Linked DNA regions of Mus musculus: regions 1 and 2 are each linked to region 3. The links are chromatin contacts, called in public Hi-C and HiCAR-type maps. All regions are on one chromosome and are shown on one strand. Each heading gives the region's core, a stretch centred on a gene start, on an enhancer-like site or on the middle of the called end of the contact. The rest is flanking DNA. Distances are from core to core; before and after follow the strand shown.

What was found. Hi-C and Micro-C count contacts between places; a contact is called where the count stands out from the background. HiCAR-type assays count read pairs that join an accessible place to other places.
Region 1: a contact with region 3 is called in a Hi-C map of regulatory T cells, with 2.3 times the contacts expected there. The contact joins two enhancer-like sites. A contact is called at or near these places in 2 of 15 datasets of contacts at CTCF or cohesin (the NIH/3T3 cell line and large pre-B cells), 46 of 484 Hi-C or Micro-C datasets (the AtT-20 cell line, B cells, CD4 T cells and 26 more) and 5 of 115 datasets of contacts at active chromatin or transcription factors (PVALB interneurons, astrocytes, bone marrow-derived dendritic cells and 2 more).
Region 2: a HiCAR-type map of fibro-adipogenic progenitors shows a contact between it and region 3, with 9 times the contacts expected there. The contact joins two enhancer-like sites. A contact is called at or near these places in 1 of 15 datasets of contacts at CTCF or cohesin (large pre-B cells), 3 of 484 Hi-C or Micro-C datasets (adipose-derived mesenchymal stem cells, embryonic fibroblasts and ventricular fibroblasts) and 2 of 115 datasets of contacts at active chromatin or transcription factors (cardiomyocytes and fibro-adipogenic progenitors).

The regions. Positions count from the first base shown.
Region 1 is chr10:39,048,589-39,051,288 of GRCm38.p6, reverse strand. The region is part of intron 11 of Lama4 (laminin, alpha 4); the gene reads right to left. Among named protein-coding and RNA genes, the nearest start is that of Fam229b, 84 kb to the left of the region's middle. Within about 2 kb of position 1,303, at least 8 of the 459 cell types and tissues checked have an H3K27ac peak or open chromatin away from gene starts, as enhancers often do.
Region 2 is chr10:38,135,080-38,137,830 of GRCm38.p6, reverse strand. No RefSeq gene overlaps it. Among named protein-coding and RNA genes, the nearest start is that of Gm31378, 14 kb to the right of the region's middle. Within about 2 kb of position 1,465, at least 6 of the 459 cell types and tissues checked have an H3K27ac peak or open chromatin away from gene starts, as enhancers often do. A contact at or near this core is called in fibro-adipogenic progenitors, where this site is marked.
Region 3 is chr10:37,077,330-37,080,029 of GRCm38.p6, reverse strand. No RefSeq gene overlaps it. Among named protein-coding and RNA genes, the nearest start is that of Marcks, 60 kb to the left of the region's middle. Within about 2 kb of position 1,394, at least 100 of the 459 cell types and tissues checked have an H3K27ac peak or open chromatin away from gene starts, as enhancers often do. A contact at or near this core is called in fibro-adipogenic progenitors, where this site is marked.

The DNA.
Region 1 (2,700 bases), core at 54-2,553, 2.0 Mb before region 3:
CTAATCTTATTAGTATCCCTTAGAAGTCAGTTTGCTTTCTAGTGAGAGACCAAAAGGGAATGGATCCATAAGGAAGGGGACTTGGGGAGGAACTTTGAGGGGTTGTGGGAGGGGGAACCATAACTGACATATATTATGTGAGGGAAAGATTGTTTTCAGTAAGAGAAAAAAATATTTTGCCCAAATTCTTAAGTTTGGGGCTAGGGATACTGTTCAGTAGCAGAACGTGTTCTGACAATGCATAAGGCCATGGATTTGATGCCAGCTCTACAATTAATTACTTAAAGGAATTGAAATTGGGCAGTATAATTTCACGAAAAAGTTCAAAAATCATATTCTAAAGCACAGAATCAAATTCCAATAAGGTTTCACTTATTCAAATTTGTTAAAAGAAAGACTGATATATAGCTGAAATACTAGGTTTTAATTAAATTAATTAAATTAATACCTAGTATTTGGAAGAAATTAAAATTTCATAGCATTTAAACATGGAGACATAGACAAAAGAGTGTGAGTAGTAGTGTTTAGTCGTTTGAGAGTCTAATTAGTGTTGGAAAGAGTATTGATCAAGAACAACCAGTATTCACAAACAGGATCTGGATTACATAGCAGGTGGGGGTACTCCATGTCCCTGTTTATACCCATTTGTTGACAAATAAAACTGATGCATTCGAGACATCACATTAGATCTTGGGAAGACAGAATTCATGTACAGCAGGAGCAGTGCTCTTTGGGTGCTTATGATTTTAGTAGGGATAGACAAAATGTGAACCACAGGTGTACACATGCCCATACACATGCACACACACATGCACACACACATGCATACACATGCATGTATGCATGCATGCACAGACACACACACACAGAGGATACACAACTACACATTCAGTAATACCTATGAAACTGGATCATAGACTATACCCTAAATGTATTAAAGATGATTACAGTGCTACAGTTCATGGCTGTATCAGTATAGAAGAGGGAGGCGCTCCTTCTGATGGTCATTTTCTTAGCCTGGGCTTTAGAAGAATGATCGGAATTTGTCTGCCAACCTGATATGTATAAATAACCGAACATGTTTCTCATAGCAGGACTGTATTGTGTGTGCACCCATATGTGTCTATACATGGGAGTGACATGTGAGGGTGGGTGGTTTCCATAGTTTCCACAGAATTTTCAGTAGATGTAAGAATAGAAGGATGTAAGAGCTTTAGTAAGAAAGACATGCTATGTAATGAGTCACTTAGCCTAGATCAAGGACAGGACAGGACAGAATTAGATAAGGAACTGGGCACAACCACGTGAGCAAAGGAAAAAGGAGGGGAAACAACATGGCCTTCATATCTGGGAGGCAGCTTTTGTATAGGTGTCTGGACACACTGTGGAAACTGTCTGGCAAATGCTGACCATTAGCTCGGAAGCAGCAGCAGCAGGACAGACAGAAGAAGCTTGAAATGCTGTGTGCCCTGCTGTTCTTTTCCTAAACTTCTGCTCATGCTGCTCATTTGTACTTAGTAGAAGAATTTGTTTAACCGAGCTAAAAGAGGCCTCCCATCTGCCTGAAATCACGGAAACGCCAAATTCCTCATATCTATGTCCATGAGGGTTTTCTAAAAATGTGCATAAGAAAATTTTAATTAAGAGCTAGACTGGCATGCATTTACTTTTAGAACTGAAGTCGCTTTGCACAGGCAACATTGTTCATTTACTGCTTATGACAAAGTCCTGACACATGTCAGTATTTGCCAACAGCTGGTCATGCATGCCTCTGCTTTAGTCTTCAGCCCATTGTATGCCACTCCTATTGGTTATGGAGATCATAGATCCCTAAAAATAAGTCAGTGGAGAATTAAGCATGGTAACTCACCACATACTAGAATGTATTCTCTAGTAAAGGTGCATACAGAAGACAAAGCCCTTGCTGAGATTGACAGCTCACAGTTGGAAAAGAGAACCCCTTAGGGTTTGCTACTACATCAAGGCAGATCTTAGCTTCTTTTGTCCTGTAATAAAATCTTCCTTCTATGGCTAAGGGGACAGTTCTGTGTTTGGGTCTCTTAAGTCCTTGTCTGGCAGGGTGTGGTCTGGGCTAATAACTTCCCCTATTCATAAAGAACTCTCCACATTGAACAGTTTGGAAGTCTTCATTAGTGAGCCCCTAGCAGAGTTGCTATGATAGTCATTTCTTATACAAGTTTCATCATATTTCTGCTTAATGTATATATGCTAGCTTGCAATCTATTACACATTTGTTAGTGTGTAATGGTTAACATCATTTGAAAGCTCTATTTAAAAAAAATACTGAATAAGAGTTTGCTTCTGTTTAAAAAAATGTGATGAGGACAAGATATATACATTAGGATATTAATGTATTAAGGGGCAATGATGATTGAAAATCTCATCATTGGACCAAGTTTAAGTTGATCTTATTGATGATAAAATACTCAAATAAACTGATGGATTTGATACTGGCCATTTCTATTTGTCTATGTTGTTTCCTTAGCCTAAGTTTTACAAACATGTCCAAGTTTACTTGTGTCATCTCTATGAGGATGGTTGTTCACTGGTGGTGGTGGGGACAAGTGTTGTATGGAGTGGACACATGGTCAGCACTTCCCAGCCCTGTGGGTGTGGGAATCAGAGAAAGATAGGCAGAGAAAGATGCTATGGACTTTCTAAGTACCACTCAAGCTATGG
Region 2 (2,751 bases), core at 216-2,715, 1.1 Mb before region 3:
AAAAAACAATTCTCATCCAGGACAACTCTCAAACGGTATTGTCTCCGTGGGGGAATGCACTTGTCTTCATGTTCAAGGCAATAATAGGGAGTAGATTCTAACCAGTGACTAGTTTATGGCAACTTAGCATTATCATTTGACTCCACAAATAGGATTTGAAGAATGTTCATCAAAAGATAAAATCCAGACTGTTCAGTATGGGATGAGATGAAGGAAAGGAGTGGGAAGGGGATGAGTGGATAGCATAGTGGAAAGGGACGTATAGTACAAACACACTGACTCACCACTTTACTTCCATTCAGAGGGCTCCAGTTGATGGGGAGTGTAATAGCTCCCCAATGTGTCAGGGAGGTCTTCTGTCCCCTCAAGTTATAACTCAGATTCTACATCTCCTGGCTAGCATTTGCTCACTTCTTTATGTAATCAAATATATCCTTGATAATTCACATAATTTTTTTAAGCTGGAGAAAAGGTTGAGGTTATTTCTATCATTGGACTTTCTTGTTCATAATTCTGCCCTCAGATGCTCGTGTGTGTGTGTGTGTGTGTGTGTGTGTATGTGTGTGTATGTGTGTGTGTATGCGTGTGTGTATGTGTGTGTATGTGTGTTTATGTATGTGTGTGTGTGTATGTGTTTGTGCATGCGTGTGTGTGTATGTATGTGTGTGTGTGTATGTGTGTGTGTGTGTGTGTGTGTGTGTGTGTGTGTGTGTGTGTGTGTGTGTGTATACTTTAGGGAAAGTACAGGGATGTCTAATATAAAGTCAATTTGGTTGACACTAAATATTATAATCTCATAAGGAATGAAATTCAAGTACATGTATAAATGTAGAACTGATTTTCTTTGAAAATCTTTTCATGAGGACATTTATAATTCTCTCTAAATATTATTTGTTAAATGTGGTTGCCTTTCTTGTCATTGTCACTTAAATAGGGTCTTTTTCTATATAATTAAGGAAGGCTTTCCTAGTACCGTTCTGCATCTGCTCTTCACTGTGGGCTTGTGGTGTACAGCACCATGTCCAGCTGTATTACTTGTTTTACTAAGATTTTAATAGTTACAGGTTTTGTTACTCAGTGAAATGGCCACATTCTATAGTGATTTGTTAACATATATTATCTATGTATATTAATAGGTTTGTGTGCTACTTAAACATGCATGCATACTATACAATTAATTAAATGTACTCCCCCTTTATAGTCCTCTCCCATGTTTGCAGTTTTCCAGCCTCTATAAATCACTGTCTTATATTTTAGTCAACTTTTTTTCTTTTATTAAGCAGTCCCATGAAAGAGAACTTTTGATATTTGTCTTTCTGGATCTGGCTTATGTCAGTTACTTTTTTAATTAGCTACCAGATGGAACTTCATCTCTAGAGATGCTGTATTGTATAATGTAGAGCCACAATATTGGTCATCACACGGAAATTAAAACTCCTGTAACCCAGCACAGAGTCACTTCTAGTGAAGTATTACTTAACAGAATTGAGCAACAGCACAGCACATGACATTCCATGGAGCACAGACATTGAACTTATTATTTCTAATTACTGGTTTCAGAAATTGATGTCACCTCACTTTCCGCTAGTTTGACTTTAGTGGAGTTTCCAAACCTGCGGTCATGGTCACTTTATCCATGGGTGTGTCTACATTACTGCTGGCTGCACTCATTGTTGCTTGTCTAAGCACATCTAGTGTCTGATCATATGCTTGAGCATATCCCGCCTGTCTGTTTCTACTTTCAAGTGGTCACTGTAGATGTGCAGTTATTGCTCAGATGTAGCTGAGCAGGTTCTTTCCTCAACAGCTTTACACCATGAACAGATTTCCAATTATTGTGTTTTCTCTTACACATCGTGATGTATTTATAAAAAGATAAAGAGAGACAGAATATGTTCTATGGGCCTGTGGTGAGGTATGGGGAAAGGGATTGCCTCCGCAGGACCAGCCACACACCAGTATAGTATAGAATAGAGTTTATTCAGGCCATGAGGAGGGGAGTTATGAGGGTAGTAGAGGCAGAGAAAGACAGACAGAGGGAAAGAGAGAGAGAGAGAGAGAGAGAGAGAGAGAGAGAGAGAGAGAGAGAGAGAGAGAGAGAGAGAAAGAAGAGAAGAGAAGAGAAGAGAAGAGAAGAGAAGAGAAGAGAAGAGAAGAGAAGAGAAGAGAAGAGAAGAGAAGAGAAGAGAAGAGAAGAGAAGAGAAGTAGAGAGATGGAGAAGGGAATGGGAAAGAGAGGTGGCAAGGAAACAAGGAAAAGCCCAAGAGGGCAAGAGGGCAAGAGGGAAGAGGGAATCAAGAGTAAGCAAGAGGCAAGAGTAAGAGAGAGCAGAAGGAGCAAGCAGCCCCTTTTATAGTGGGCCAGGCCTACCTGGCTGTTGCCAGGAAACTGTAGGGAAGAGCATACCTGGCTGTTGTCAGGTAAATGTTGGGTGGAATTTAGTCAGAATTCTAACACATAGGACTTGAGAGTACATGATATTCATGATGACTTTTCTTCTCTGGTAGCATGAAAAGCAACTTTCAGCACCAGGAACACAAATCAGTAGGGGTGATGCTTCTGGTTGGATACCAGCTTTATTTCTCCATGTTTGAAGGGATATTGTCTTCATTTATAGGGCCTACCATCAGATGATAGAAAGTAACCAATAGTCTTGGTAATAGCCTGTGATGTTTGGGGGTGGGTTGTGGGATCCCTTTAGCTAATGACTCAAAAAATATGGAACCTATTTCTAGAACTGGAGGTTTTGC
Region 3 (2,700 bases), core at 145-2,644:
TAAGATTTGTCTGCTGAAAAGCATGTGAGTTCTTTCAATAGTCTTATGGAAACATCTTCTGAGATCTGCCAGCACACCTGTACAGTAATTTACATGATGGAGCACTAAATGCAAAACAGTCAATAAAATATCTTTAAGCTGCATAAGTGTGAGTAGCAGTCATGCGGAGCAATGGTCCTCGTTTCCAAGCTCAGGGAACAGAAGGAGCCTTTGGTTCCTGGCAAAAGTCAGCAATTGTCTCTTCCAGAAAACTCATTGAGTCCTCATAGCAAAGAACTTTTTGGAAGTATACCAAACATGTCCCAAAGGAAATAAATTCTTGTTAGTAGCACTCTGGATAGGCGTGGACCACTGCCACACACCAAGTGGAATCCATGTTATGTATGCATAAAAAAAAATTAGGCAAAGTCTAAACTGATCTTAAAACTCCCCTGGAAAGCGTCGTATTGGAGACTGCCACACAGTGAATGCATGCAGCTGTATTTCCTCTGACGTGAAAACCTAGCAATGTGAGTTCAGTACTGGGTGAAAAACTCCTGGATGCTCAGTACAGGTCATTTGCCACCAAGTGCAGCAAAGAAGACAATTAGTATCAACCATTCTCTTGGAGGTTGAGCCTGGTTGCTATAAGGGCATGTGATGTGTCTCCAATGAAGGCAAATGTAGGCAAAAAATATGGCACTTTACAAGAATGTTGCTCTAAATGGAGATAAAGCAATATGTAGTCCATTTTAAAAGATTTTTAAAATGTGTGTGCGTGAGTATTTGTCTGTGTTTAGGTGAGTACAGGCGTCCAGAGTCAAGAAAAAGCTGAAAGTCAGGACTTTCAGAGTTGGCATTAACAGGTGACTGTGGATCAGGGAGGAGCTCAGAGCAATGCCATGCTTTTAACCACTGAGCCATCTCTCCAGCACCCTGCATTTCCTATTTTTAAATTCAGTTTTTAATTCCTTATGCACATTATCATAAGGCTCCACTGCCACTTCTTTTATTTCCACAAGCAAGGCACATTCTTGACCAACAGCTGTGCAGCAAAGGGTTCCTCCACAAATAATCCAGTAAATTCCCATGAAGCTCCATTTAAAAAAGAGATGTCTGCCCAGGGGAGAATCTAGCTGTGTCTGGTGACTCCCCTATGACATCTAAGAGTAATCTTTGCCAAGCGATTGTTACAAAAAAAGAAACCCCGAAGTTATACTATCAAGCAGAAAACAAAACAAAGAATGTCATGGAAAATGTCAGTACAGGTCATCACTGGTCTGGGCCTTCGGTGTGGAACGTGCATGCTGAAAGCCAGCATGGAAAATCTTTGCCCTGCATCTATGCAGAGCAGGAAGCAGCTCCCAGCAGGCCTTGCTCTTCAGACTGGCCTGTGTTGAACTTGGCAGGCTGCCTACTGCTTCAGCTCCTGGACCTCAGGCTCATTGTTCCAGGGCCACGGGCAGCATTTAAGACATAATAGGCCTATGTGACTACTTAGGGTTCCCAGCACAGAAAAGGACTTAGTCCTTATCTAGTAACAGCAAGCTGAATGCACGTTAAAAGTCTTTAGAAGAAGCAGATTTTTTTTCCCCGTTTCTATTCTTATTTGTATTTTTGGCTGATGAATTCCACTTGCATTGGGGCTCTGGAAACAGAAACAGGATGAGTTAAGTCAAAAGAAAAAACAAGCATGGCCTTTTGTGGAACCCTGGGAGGTATTTAGAGCCTTGTGTCTTAAGAGACTGGATGCCTTTTTGCTTTCCTGACCCAAGCTATTTTTTTCTTTTCTAATTGCCAGCCTTGGTAGCTATCAGTACTCAATACCAACCGACAGGTCGTGTGGATATTTTTCTACACTCTAAAGCCATTTCAAACACAAGAAAGTGTGGCTTACTCATCGTTTAGTCAAAAGGGAGAAAAGACCCTTTCCACTCTCCAGACTGCCATAGGCATTGTGTAAAAGTCACATGGTTGGATGCTGATAAACCCTCAAGACAGTGTCAGACATGGTGGCACAGGGTTTGAGGCCAGCCTGGGTGGTATACAGCCGCAGACCTCTACCTGCCCTGGTGCACACTGAAGGATCCTGTTGGTGCCACAGGGGTTTCCTGGGCTGTAGACCTTAGCAGGCTCTTTGCACCCCCACTCTACCTTCTACCCCAGAGCACAGCTGGTAGTTCCCCCAGGCCAGAGGTACAGCTCAGCCTCCATGCCTTTGGTGTGGCTCTGACTCTCCCTGTAGCAAAACCCAGCGTCCTGGAGAGTCAGGCTCCAGAAGGTGTTTGTTGAATTGAAGGAGGGGTCCTAGTTACCTACCTCCACCAAACCCCACCCTCGGATGCAGCCAGCTGGCCCTCAGTGCTGGTTTCCATTCCTCTCCTCTCTTGCTTTTGTTTATTCCAGACGCCAGGACCCCACTGTGGAGTCTGAAAGCAAGGTCTGGTCACTCAAATGACTTGTCCTAGTGTTGTCTTCTTGACCTTCTTGAACTGATGTCAAGGGAGGAACTTTGTTCCTTTAGGACATTGTGCTTTAGAAACATATTTAGCAAGGCTGGAGGACAGACGGAATGGGTGCAGCTTAGGTGTCATCTTTGGGGGTGACCTTTGCTCCAGACATGATCATCAGCCTATTTTAAGTTTTTACACTAAAGTCACTCTAAAGGCAATAGGCAATAGGTTTCAAAGGCATGAACTACTCCGAGCTTGTTCTGAAATG